3 separate regions of the Mus musculus genome follow, and regions 2 and 3 are each linked to region 1. Evidence: chromatin contacts called from public HiChIP or PLAC-seq and promoter capture Hi-C data. All regions are on one chromosome and are shown on one strand. The core of a region is the stretch at or near the end of the contact, and the rest is flanking DNA. Distances in the headings are between cores, read along the strand shown. Region 1 holds the start of Hcfc1 (host cell factor C1). Region 2 holds the start of Pnma3 (paraneoplastic antigen MA3). Region 3 overlaps Zfp185 (zinc finger protein 185).

Region 1 (4,234 bases), core at 247-2,746:
CAGAGAAGGACTCAAAGCTTTCTGCCCTAAAGACAGAGCAAGGGAAGCAAGCAAGGAACAACATGTGGCTCCCATAAGGGAGGGGACAGAGGCCAGGCTTTAGATCAGCTATACCTGCAGATAGGCTCCTCCCAATTTGCAAGGGCTTGGGTTTGGGGAAGGAGGCACTAGTTAACCCCTTCAATCTCTCTCTCTCTCTCTCTCTCTCTCTCTCTCTCTCTCTCTCTCACACACACACACACACACACACACACACACACACACACAAAAGACACACTGAGCCCTCCAGTCTGCTATGGGGGGCGGGGTGGGGGAACTCAATTGTTAAGGCACCAGATTAGGAAAAGAAATAATTTGAAGGAAAAAAAAACTACAAAAATTCACAACTGGTACAATACCCCCATGTGTGTGTAGGGGGGGGCAGTATAGTCATCATGCCATTCGTATTTGCCACGAGGGTCTCATTAGTCTGTTAAAAGCCTGCACCTTAAAGAATGCTTCCCTCTTTTTTTCTGGGTGTAGAGAACGGATCTGTGATCTAAATATTATCTTTTCTCCCGAACGAGCATGGGCGCTGGAGATGAGGACTATCGCAGGAGGGGGGAGGATTCCGCCTGCGCCAAGAGAACACATCCGCTGCCGCGCCAGCCCCAGCCCACTGGGTAACGGTGTACGTCTGAAGTCACTGTCGCCCGCGACATCCCCTCCCCCTCACCAGTCGGAGTAGAGGGTTTCTCTAAGTACCGAAATGCAACCTTTAAACACAGAAGAGTACGGGGGTGTAAGAACGGGGGTTGAAAAATCAGGGAGAAAGCAAAGATGGCAATAAGTGCAAAGAGAGAAGGAAAACACATCAGGGGAGTGAGATAGGAAAAGAGAAGATAGGGAAAAGAAGGGTTAGGAGAGAGATGGAGGGAAGACTTTGAGAAACCCAGGGCGGTAGCACTTACCAGTGTTGTACACGTGTAGTTCGTCCACTATCCCCTCGTTGCCGCCGCCAAACACCACTATAAGCTCCTTGATAGCCACTGCACGGTGGCCGTGGCGGGGTCGGGGCACGGGACCCGACCAGCCCACCACCCGTTTCCAGCGGGGCTGCAGAAGCACCGCTGGCAAGTTTGCGGGAGACACAGCCGAAGCCATAGTTCCGGTTAAGGATGCAGTGGGAAGAGGTCACTGAATGGGAGGATACCCTTAATTCTTCACACACCCCCTTTCGTCTAAGGCAGCTCTCACGAAGAAGCGGCTCCTTACACAGCGGTGGACGACTCCATGGAGGCCGCCATCTTAACTATCCTCCTTCCTTTGGCTCTTCCCCCCCTTCTCACTCAGCTCGTATCCTTAAAAGCTTCTCAGAACTGCAGAGCACCTATTCCCGAGAAGCTGGAGGCCACTGAGCGCCGTCGCTCTAACTATTTGCCTGGGTGTTCCCGCTTAGAACCTCGAGCAGGAGGCTCTGGGAGCCGCCATCTTGAGCCGCCTCTCTCTCCTCCCTTCCTCAGTCGTAGCCCTCCCCCGCCGGAAATGGCGGAGCCCCGGCCCGGTTCCCACACCCCCCGTCCCCAGCACTGGCTGGCTTCCGGGGCGGGTGGAAAAGAGCCACAAATGCCGCGGTTGTCTCAACTTCGCCGACAGTCAGACCACAATTGTGGAAGCCGCCATCTTGAAACCGTCCTGCTTCCCCACCCAGCACTTAGTACAACCACCGATCGCAGAACCCCAACGTTCCTAAGTAATAAAGGCGTGTCAGAGGCTGGCGGAACGGGCTCCAACTCTCAGTTGCTGCTCGAAGCCCCGACCCGTATGGCTCGAGAGGTTTTGCACCTCTCCCTTGAGTCCGCCTCTGCTATTCAGGCTGTGGCGGCCGCCCTGGGAGCCGCCATCTTGAGACTAGCTTCTCTTCCCCCCCCCACCCCACCTATCCTCTTCTTCCTGGACAGTTCTTCCACAGCAAACCAAACGCAAGGCAGCGTCCAATCCTCGCTTCCCTCCTTAAGACTCCTTCCCACAGGAGCCGCTCGAAAGAGCAGGAGTTAAGACCCGAAGTGACAATTGTACGGCAGAAGAAGCGGTAACGGCAGGGCGATCATGCCTCCTCCCTGGGAGCCGCCATCTTGTGTGAAGAAGTAACAACTAAACATGGCGGCTATCGGGCGAGGGGGCGGGGTCAGAAGACGTCACCTTTCCCCCTCCTCCCCGCCTTCGCACGTCTTTGACTCTGGTCTCAAGCCTCTTAAAGGACCCAAAGCTCATAAAGAATTAAAAGCTTCTTTAAAAACCAGTGCGTTGTCTATTTGCGGGCGAGTTGGTGCTCTGTGCAGTAAGCTAGAGACAGTAGAGTTCAGGTCAGGTGCAGTAGTGCCCCGCCCTGCACTCCCCCCCACCAGGGCTCTTCCACGCCTCCACTCTGGGAGTCGCCATCTTGCCACTTCCCCACGCCCGGTCGTCTGCGGGCGTCAATAGCGAGTTTCAGCACAAAACAAAGATGGCCGCGGCATCTAGGGATGCCCGGATGAAAATCTAACTCCGTTCAGTCGCTTGGCCACGCCCCCTGGGAACTGTCTCCCAGGTCGCTGATGGGACACAAACCAGAGAAATGGCCTTTAACTAGCAGTGGCGGCATGACACATGGTAGTTAAGGGTGGCAAAGAATACTGCGATTGCACCCTTTGCTGAGAAGCATCTCTTTTCCCGCTCCGAACACTCTGCGACACTTAGAACCCAGCTACAGCGGGTAGCTGCAGGCGGGGCCAGAGCGGAAGGTGACGCCATGAGCTCACAGGGGCGGAGCTGCTGCCCGCTCCCAGGAGCGCCAGCAACACCCCGAGGCGTCTCCACATCCGCCCGCGCCTCCCGAAGGACTCGGCCACGCGCTCTGAATTGCAGCGCACCAGGCTACCCGCAGCCAGCGGCCCTGGGAGGCTACCGGCACCGGAGCAAAGCCAGCGCGGGAGCAGTCTGCGCCACTCGCGTCACCCGCCCCGCCTTCTTCCCAGGGCTTCTCGCCCCACCTTTGCGCAGGCGTACAACATCTTTATGGGTCCGCCCTTTTTTGAGATTTGAATTTTCCCCAGCAAAGGCAGAGAAGTAAAAATCCCCGGATGGTGAACGCTGTTTTTTTTCGCGCCAATATTGTAAGCTCACACAACAACCTTGAAAAAGGAGCGTTATCGTCTTCATGTCTACGTTCCAAGTCTCCAAGGAGGCCATTTAGACACAGCACTGTCATCACTGTCATAGGCAGGTTGTAGCACAGAGGTCCTAAACTGATGTCCCAGAGCACACACTAAAAGCAGATTATTTCTCCACACTAACCTTTCTTTATTCCATCCTTATTTTAACTACTAGTGGAATTTTGACATTTCCTATAGTTGAAAATGTAGGAAGCAGAACAAGGAGTATCAGAAACACCTGTGACTTTGTCATCAAAGGATATGTACAGATCACTATAGGTCCTGTAGCTGCTTTGTACAGATCTAGAAATTAAATTACAAGCTCTACTGGCAGCCTGAATAACTTTAATGTTGCTGTATTGAACCTGCTGTAGATCTTATAATTTGATATCAATATCATGTGCAAATTACCATATCATACTGTAAACAATATGTAATAATCTTCTTTTCATGTATTAAGTTTATTTAGTATTCTCAGCTTTAGTTTATCCAATTGCAAATATTCATTTAGTAAAGGCCAGAGATGAGCCCCTGTTTATATTGTTGCACCATTAAGAGCTGGTGACCTTGGCCAGTCTCTTTTATAATCCAAACACTTTCCTGTAAAATAAAGGATCTGAGCTGCTGGTCTTCCAGGGGCTTAACTGAATTCAGCATGTTTTGTTCTCAAAATCAGAAGCTACCAATTAGTTCCTCTGGGGGCTGGGGGCTTATAGGTGGCTATGGTTATCCAAATCTGGGAGTGTCCCTTTCTATGCCTTCACATCTGCAGAAAAATCTCAATGGACAGTCCTGGGCACAATAGAATGTTCTCATAAATACTGCAAGCCAAAAAGCTACCTCTGTTCCAGCTTGGAGGTGACAGTGGCTGGTGCTTAAATCTATACAACCACAAGAAAAAGGCATGTGTAAAGAACATGTATTTTATGAAGATGTTCCTTAGCTGGGAAGTTGTTAGCTGGACAGAGTGGTTGAAATTTGGAGCAAATGCCTGCTACACAACTAGTTTCTACAGAAATAGAGGTGGAGTGAAGGCAAGATACATTGTCACACTTGGCAGG
Region 2 (4,149 bases), core at 1,472-3,971, 900 kb before region 1:
GGATTGATTATGAACAACCTGCTACACGATATTTAAGGAACAATACATACATGCTTGACTTCTAAAGAATCCATGGCAAGGATCCATTCCAAATGTCATGGTAAAAAGTTCGTCACTATTTCTAGAACAGTGGTTCTCAACCTGTGTGTCTCGACCCCCTTGGAGGAGTTTTGAAAGACCTTTTCACAGGGGTCACATATCAGATGTTTATATCACAATTCATAATAGTAGCAAAATGTCTGTGTCACTTTGGTGATGTTCACATTTTTAAGGCAAAATGACCAGGGCTGACTTCTGCATGTCTTTTGACTTCAGAAACTCGAAGTACCGAGAAATTCTTGGGGAAATTCTGTGGCTGAAGAGCTGGCATGTCTCATACCCACTTTAGAAATAAAACTTGTGACAGTGTGTATAAATACTGAGTCTTTCACTGCTCTGGAGGAAGACAAGCTTGCCAAGTTCTTGCATGTTTCTAAAGATAAGAAATAGTGCCAGGAGCACTATTTACCCGGGTCGTTTTTTTCTGGTTCTCTCTTGAAGGTAGTTGGTGGTGGGGGAGTGGGGGTAGGGTATGGGAAGCATTGTCTGGGGCGAGATATTTAGGGTTGTTTAATAATAAAACATTTACCTTTCTTAAGCCTAAAAGTTACTTTGCTGTGGTAGCTGACCTGCTTGTCTGAGTTCCTCTGAGGCCAGAAACTGCAAGTCTTTGGCTTTTAGCCCCTCATAGTAAACCAGCAGGGGGTTAAGTAAAGCAGCCTTTGTTCTCACTTCAGGGCTCTAACTCCCAGCCTGCTAGGTGAAGTCACAGGAAAAAAAAAAAAAAAAAAAAAAAAAAAAAAAAAAAAAAAAAAGGACACTTTGAAAAGTGATTTAGCTTTTATTTCTAAGTTCTCTCTAAAAAGGTTCCTATGAAAATTGTCTAAGAAAATGGGATTGGGGCTTGTTCTCTCTTTGTCCTCAGCACTTATACATCTTTCAGAATACATTATCACGTGGTAAAAAGTTCACCGCAAGTTTACACATAAAGTCAAATCATAAATTGAATAAGAAGTTTACAACAAAATAGTAAGAATCCAGTCAGAACAAAGACAAATCCATAGGGATCTTTGCTGTTTGGTCCCTGACAACAGGCAGATTAACAAGCAGAAGACCGCCAATGAGTTCTGTGCCATACCTCTATACATTCTAAGACCAGGGTGGATGAGTAAACAACTAAACTCCAACTAAACATCACAGGCCCATTTTCGCGTGACTAGAAAGAAGTACAAGTTTAGAATAGAACTTATAGAACACACAGACAATATGGTATTCTGCCTGAAGATTAGTCAAACATCCCCCATTCAACTGCCTCCCTGGGAGCACCCCTGCCCCCACAAATACAAAAAGTTAGACTATCAGAAGCCAGAGGAAAAAAACAGACCCAAGGGTTTGGGTTTCAAATCTCAAAAGCAGCTTTTCAAGACCCTGGATGTACAGCAGGCAGAGTAGGAAAGGCCTGTCAGATGCTGGACCATGCTTCTATGAGCTAGCCAGTGGCCCCAAGGATAGCAAAGCATGCAGGTCCCATGGTGGTGAATATGCCTGAAGCCCCTTCCCATGGAGACTGGCATCACCCAGATGGTGCGTGCTACGTGGGGAGTGGTGGTGGGTGTGTTTGAGCTCATATGAGCTCATGTGGTATCTATCTACCAGGTGTTGCTTGCCCAGCTCTGTTACTGGACTAGATCTAGAAGGGGACTCACCAGGGGGAAGAAACCTCGGAGCCCCTGCTTCCTGGCCTTGATCAGGAGACAGAGCTGGAGGGGCCACCACAGCTTTCTGGTGCCCTTCTGTGGAGACCCCTGAGCACTCTGCGGTCCTGAAGTCTATTCTCGAGAGAGAGAGAGGGACTGGCCTGCATTCAGGATGTCACCTGGGGACAGCCAAAGGCAGGAGGAAACTGAACACTAACTCACAAACCCCAGATTCAGAGGATTGAGGTGGGGTCTCCTGTGCTGGGGGAGCAGGGGTGTATTGGGGATGGGTAGCAGCAGGTGACGTCACCGGAGGCCCCAGGTTGCCCAAGGCCTAGGCAACAGACACGTCGTGTGATCCTCATGCGCCAATGGCCCAGCTGTCTCCCAGGCGACGCAGAGGGTCTGTGCTCCAGCGCCACAGCACCCCCGCCCCAAGTCCGCACTGCAGAGAGCTGTGGCGAGCCGCGCCGGCGCATTGGACAACTTGCGGGGACCAGAGGGCCAGAGAGAGCAAAGGAGCTGGCAAGAGACCCTGGAAAGGAATGGTGTTCGACCCCGCCTCCTCTCTGAGCAGTCTGGGAACCTCGCTGTGGGACTGAATTGAGGAAGCATCTTGCCTTAGGAAGAGGTACCAGATTCTAGGAGGAAGCGGCTGGCCCAGGCAGCCCCCTCTGCCCAATCGGGTGGGACTGCTGCAGCCTTTGGGATGGGGAGGGGGCTGCAGTGGGCCCAATCCGGTGGGACTGCTGCAGCCTTTAGGGTAAACAGGAGGCTGCAGTATATAGTGATGGGAACCTATAGAAGTGTCTTTGCTGGAGGCAGGTGGAGGCTGGGTGTGGTAGGGAGCCGAGCTGGAGTGGGGGTGGGGCGGGGGAACGCATTAATTTCCTTTGGCCCTATTTACAGACTCTAGAGACCCGGAGGAGCTACAGATCTCCTGGGACTTGCCTCAGATTTATGTGCATCACATCCTACTCACCCCCTCCCCCCACATTAGAGTCTCTTGAAGTTGGGGCCATGCCATTGAACCTGTTGCAAGACTGGTGTAGGGGGGAGCATCTGAACACCCAGAGGTCTATGCTGATCCTGGGGATTCCAGAGGACTGTAGTGAGGATGAGTTTGAGGAGACTCTGCACGAAGCTCTCAAGCATCTGGGAAGATACAGGATCATCGGCAGGATGTTTAGGAGGGAGGAAAATGCCCAGGCCTTTTTGGTGGAACTTGCACGTGATTTTGACTATGCTTTGGTGCCCAGGGAAATAGAAGGAAAGGGTGGGCCCTGGGAAGTGGTTGTAAAACCCCCTCATTCAGATGATGAATTTCTTAATAGACTGAATCACTTCTTAGAAGAGGAGAGGAGAACAGTGTCAGACATGAACAGGGTCCTTGGGACACACTCTAATCATTCACCTACCAAAACGACTATATCAGCAGATTTCTGGGTCTGGGCTCAGACTCTAGGTGCAGTGATGCAGCCTCTGCTAGAACAAATGTTGTACCGAGAACTAAGAGTCTTTTCTGGGAACACCATATCAATCCCAGGGTTATTGGCCTTCGATTCCTGGCTTGAACACACCACTGAGATGTTACAGATGTGGCAGGTACCTGAGGTAGAAAAGAGGCGGAGGCTGATGGAATGCTTAAGAGGCCCTGCTCTACAGGTTGTCAATGTGCTCCGTGCCAATAACGCTGCCATTACAGTGAAGGAGTGCCTGGAGGCCCTGCGGCAGGTATTTGGCTCTGTGGACAACCGAAAAATCGCCCAGCTGAAGTTTTGCAAGGCTTATCAGGAGCCAGGAGAGAAAGTTTCTAGCTTTGTGGTGCGTTTGGAGACCCTGCTCCAAAAAGCCCTAGAGAAAAATGCAATATCTCGAAAGAATGTGAACCAGACCCGCCTGAAACGAATTTTAGGTGGGGCTATCCTTTCTGCAAAACTTCGAGAGAAACTTAAGATGCTGAAACAGCGTAGAAGGCCACCTGGTTTCCTGGCCCTAGTGAAGCTTTTCCGTGAGGAGGAGGAAGAGTGGGAGGCCACTAGGGGTTCAGAGAGGAGCTGCTATGAGGGGCTGGAGTTAGGCCCAAGTCCCTCTAACATAGGCAGTGAGGAGAGAGAACTATTTGTTCCGGCCTTTGGTAGTGTTCTTGAGGAAAGGCCTTACCAGGGTTCCCGCCGCCGCCGCCACAGGAGGAGAGGCCAGCACAGAAAGGGAGGTGTGCCCAGGGATGATTCTCAAGGCACAAGAAAGCAGAATTATGACACATTCTGCTATAGTTGTGGGGAAGATGGCCATATCAGAGTACACTGTTTTAACCCTTCCAACCGGACCTTGGTGAAACAGAAGAGACAGGCTGCAATGGAGAAGGGAAACAGGAGCTGGGCTTGGGAGAAGAGCCATCCCAAGCCCAAGA
Region 3 (4,235 bases), core at 529-3,028, 960 kb before region 1:
GTATGTTCACATGGGTATGCTCCTGTGTGTGTGTGTGTGTGTGTTTATGTGTGTCTGTGTGTTTGTGTATGCGCATGTGTGTCAAGACCAGAGATCAACTTCTAGTGTCATTCCTTAGGCACCATACATCGTGTTTTGTGAGACAGGATCTCTTATCAGGACCTAGGATTTAACATGTTCCAAAGCATAGAGTAGTTGAAGACTAATGAGTGAGGAGACTGGATCAGGGCCGTGTTCCATATAATGAAATTTTATCAGGTTTTAATCCAAAGAAGAACGGCTGTGGTTTATAGACTTAAAGATGAATAGGTATTTGAATTTTAACACCACACTACAGTCACCTTTTACATTAAATCATATGCTGGGAGGTGGTGTGGAAAATGGATCTGTAAGCTACAGGCCTTGTTATGCACCTTTTTTTTTCTTTTAAATTTTACTAACGATTAGAACTGAGGAAAATAATAGCTGATGATAGCTACAGTATGTTGTTTTTATGTACTTTACAGTTGCCTCAATAACCCTGTGAGATGGGTAAATGGGGAAACAAACAGGTTAAGTGATTTATCCAAAACCATACCCGTGGTAGCTGAGAGCTAATGAACAGCCTCAAGGAGAAACCTTCTGAGAAACTTGAGCAAGCTAGTTGATGAAATGTGTTTGAAGGCTAATGTCTCCTTCCAGCTGGTGTACTTAATCTGGTGTTATTCCCCAAGCCAAGAAAGATTTCTGATTGTGCAATTTGATAGAGGAGAAAACTTGGGTCCACACATGTGATGAGCAAATAGGAATAAACTCTAAATCTGCCCTACTGCAGAGCTCAGGCCCAGATAGTAACATTGCTCTAATATTTACCCGTTTGAAAAATCAAAGCAAACATTTCTGATGACACTGTTTAATAACTGGCTATGTTTGGATTGTTTTTTTTCCCATTTAAATTAAAAAAATTATATGTATAAGTGTTTTGCCTGCACATGTATGTTTTTGCACACCACCCATTTGCCACGTCAGTGGTGGCCAGTAGAGAGAGGACAGTGGATCCTCGGAGACTAGAGTTAGAGATTGTTTCTAGCTGTATGTGGGTGCTTGTAATAAAACTTAAGATTTCTAAAGAGTACACACTGCTCTTAACTGCTGAACCATCTTTCTAGCCCTTCATCTGGGGAAATATTAATAACAAGAGTTCTTGAGATTTTTGTTTAATTTCCTGAAGGTATGTCTCCAGCGTTTTTCTTAAGCATTTCAATTTCCTCTCTTCTCCAGTATACACTGGAGATGGCAGCTCTCAATCAGAGGTTTGTCCTGCCCACCCCTACCCTCTTGCGTCATACAGTAGTAACCGAAGATTTTTTGGGTTGCCACAACCGAGGGTGGCTTCTAAAGGCTAAAAATCATGGATGCTGCTAAACGACCTATAGTGACAGGTGATATTAGTGCCTCATTCTCAACACACACAGTATTATTATCCAGACAAAAACGTTAATATTAATATTGACAAGCCTTGCTCTAGCAACTTATGTTCACTTGGGGGAACACACACACACTGAGGAGTGTGTCAGCATAGATCTAGTCAGACTGCCGCAGACAGGCACCACGAATACGGACGCATGCACCCGTGACTGCAGCAGATTTCTGTTGCGCAGGCAGATTTGGATCGCTCCTGCGGGGGGGGGGCGGGGAGGGAAGGGGGGAGGGGGCGCATGCGCATGAGTAAGCTAGCCAGCTCCAGGGTAAGAATACACCTACTCGCGCGGCCATTTCCTGCAGCCGCTAGCTCAGGCTGAGGTGCCCGCTATGAAAGGAGAGTACAAAATGGCTGCTCCAGAGACCAGCTTCTAAGGGGCTCCTCCTGAGGCAGTGCTAGCTCCAGCCACGAGATGGCGCTGGAGGATCACAAATGGTCCCTGTTGCGCCAGTGCACTCCCGTTACCCATCCCCCTACTAGTAATGTCAGAGGGCGGTTGACTACAGTAGCCTACTTAGGAGTGACCAAACCCAAGGATAGTCCCCTTTCCTTTGATAAACAGTGGTTGATGGGCTTGAGGACAGACCCAGGTGACAAAGTTAATGTAAATGTCAGAAGCCTTAGGAGCTTTACCCAGTGTTCATTTGATTGTGCAAAGTGGACTAAATGCAGGGATTCTTGAGCTTGAATTTAAGCCCAAGGTAACTTTATGGGACCCTTGGATCACTCAGCTCTTACATGAACAATAATGGAAATAGTTTCCACCATAGACAGTTCAAAGAGTTAAATGGGTTTACATATGTAAAGCATGCAGGACACTGAGGAGTGTGTACAAAATATTATCAAATGCTACATTTATTCTTTATTTTATTTTATTTTATTTTACTTTTAATTTATTTTTTACACTCCATGTTCCATTCCCTGCTCCCCCCATCCACCCTCCAACTGCTCCATATCCCATACCTCCTCCCCACCCCACTCTGTCTCCACGTGGATGTCTCTACCCCACCCCACCTGAGCTCTAAACTCCCTGGGGCCTCCAGTCTCTTGAGGGTTAGGTGCATCATCTCTGAATGAACACAGACCTGGAAGTTCTCTGCTGTATGTGTGTTGGGGGCCTCATATCAGCTGGTGTATGTTGCCTGTTTGGTGGTCCAGTGTCTGAGAGATCTTGGAGGTCCAGATTAATTGAGACTTGCTGGTCCTCCTACAGGATCGCTCTTCTCCTCAGCTTCTTTCAGCCTTCCCTAATTCAACAACAGGGGACAGCTGCTTCTGTCCATTGGTTGGGTGCAAATATCTGCATCTGACTCAGCTGCTTGTTGGGTCCTTCGGAGGGCAGTCATGATAGGTCCCTTTTTGTGAGTGCTCCATAGCCTCAGTAATCAAATGCTACCTTTATAAAACCTTCAAGATAGATAAAGTTCTGCCAATTTTTTTTTTTGTTGTTTATTCAGTCATTTGATAGCACACCGTCTTACCTTTTTCCTTCAAAGTTTTGGTATCACATGTTAAATCTAAGACTTAGATTGTTTTCTTCTTTGTTGTGTTGCAAGTGTGGATTTTTTCTAGTTTGTATTTGACACACGAAGGTGAGTGTTAGACATGTACTCAGTGCTGGCAACTGTGGTCAGGCAGCAGATTACATTGCGTAGAAAGTGGCATTGTCTTCTTGTGCAGTATGTAGTTAGGTCAAAAATTGGCAGTGGTTGCCTTAAGCTACCAGAGTCTGTGAAGGCTTCAGAGAATTCAACAGATATCACATCCTATGGGCCTCCTTCTCTCTCCCCACTCCAGTTTAGCAGTAGCTGAGGCCGAGTGGCAAGAAATTAAGATACTCCCTTCAGGATGTTATAGTGCACAGAAAGGCATCCTGTGAGGGTTTGACCAATATCTTTTTCATGACCTATAAAGGTTACAGCTGAAACTGCAGTTGCCCTGCTTCAAGGCCCAGGGTTTCCCCATATTGCCCTGCCTCCGAGCGGCTCTTTCTGAAGAACCTTGCCTCTGTTTACTCAGCACTACTTCCTGGCAGAGCTGGAACCAGCAGAGGAGTTTAGTATCCTCTTACCTGAGGCTGAAAACTTCAATTAGTTTTACAACCTAGTCCCTGAAAAGCATGGCCATCGCACATTCTTTTTGTTCTGCCAGCTTAGAGCCTCCCAGGGATGGTAGTCACTGATAATGGGTTTTTATTCTGTCCTTACCTCAGGAGTTCCCAGAGCACTGCAGGGAGGTTCTAAGATGATAAAATAAAGAGACAGGAGTAGTGATGAGAGATGAGTGCAACACCTTCTACTGTCTTTCCTGTGGCCCCCACCTTTGAGAGGACATTGCAGACAAACTGAGGAAGACATACCCTCCTCGATGGCCTCAGATGTAGCTCGAGCTGTTTATGTCAGTGCGGTAGCTTGTTTTTCTTACTCCAGGCCACTGCCTGGGTTCTCTGAATGTGCTCAGAATGTTGATACCCTGGTCCTGGGGCGGTGTTGACTGCTTTCTCGGGTTTGAGATGTTGGAATGGGACTGTGATCAACATAAGAAGTCTGCATGTTTCTTGGTGCATGAGGCAAGAGGCAAGTCTGTTTCCCAGAGCGTACATGGTAAGCTGCTAGGTTTGCTGAGGACTACTTTTCTTTATCCAGTGGTGGTGTCAAAGTATGACAGGGAGCATGAGTGACACGGACTGTGGGGAAGAGAGAAATGGAATGAAAAAGACAAGGAAGGACCACGCTTAAGAAAGCAAAAGAGAGAGTGAAGACAGTTTGTGTGT

The links. Promoter capture Hi-C pulls out the DNA fragments that hold promoters and counts their contacts. HiChIP or PLAC-seq counts read pairs in DNA pulled down with a chosen protein or histone mark.
Region 2: a contact with region 1 is called in a promoter capture Hi-C map of liver, with 2.9 times the contacts expected there. The contact joins the promoter of Pnma3 here to the promoter of Hcfc1 in region 1. A contact is called at or near these places in 3 of 39 promoter capture datasets (hippocampal neurons and liver) and 3 of 115 datasets of contacts at active chromatin or transcription factors (astrocytes, neural progenitor cells and trophoblast stem cells).
Region 3: an H3K27ac HiChIP or PLAC-seq map of neural progenitor cells shows a contact between it and region 1, with 5 times the contacts expected there. The contact joins the enhancer-like site here to the promoter of Hcfc1 in region 1. A contact is called at or near these places in 5 of 39 promoter capture datasets (cranial neural crest, erythroid cells, hippocampal neurons and 2 more), 3 of 484 Hi-C or Micro-C datasets (cerebellum, double positive thymocytes and uterus) and 14 of 115 datasets of contacts at active chromatin or transcription factors (astrocytes, cardiomyocytes, differentiating embryonic stem cells and 11 more).

What each region holds. Positions count from the first base shown.
Region 1 is chrX:73,964,861-73,969,094 of GRCm38.p6, forward strand. It overlaps Hcfc1 (host cell factor C1), which reads right to left and starts at 1,497. Exons shown (of 26, transcript NM_008224.4): 1 at 951-1,497. The coding sequence starts at 1,143.
Region 2 is chrX:73,062,066-73,066,214 of GRCm38.p6, forward strand. It overlaps Pnma3 (paraneoplastic antigen MA3), which reads left to right and starts at 2,722. Exons shown (of 1, transcript NM_153169.2): 1 at 2,722-4,149. The coding sequence starts at 2,757.
Region 3 is chrX:73,006,458-73,010,692 of GRCm38.p6, forward strand. The region is part of intron 12 of Zfp185 (zinc finger protein 185); the gene reads left to right. Among named protein-coding and RNA genes, the nearest start is that of Mir2137, 16 kb to the left of the region's middle. Within about 2 kb of position 1,779, at least 324 of the 459 cell types and tissues checked have an H3K27ac peak or open chromatin away from gene starts, as enhancers often do. A contact at or near this core is called in cardiomyocytes, cerebellum, differentiating embryonic stem cells and 7 more, where this site is marked.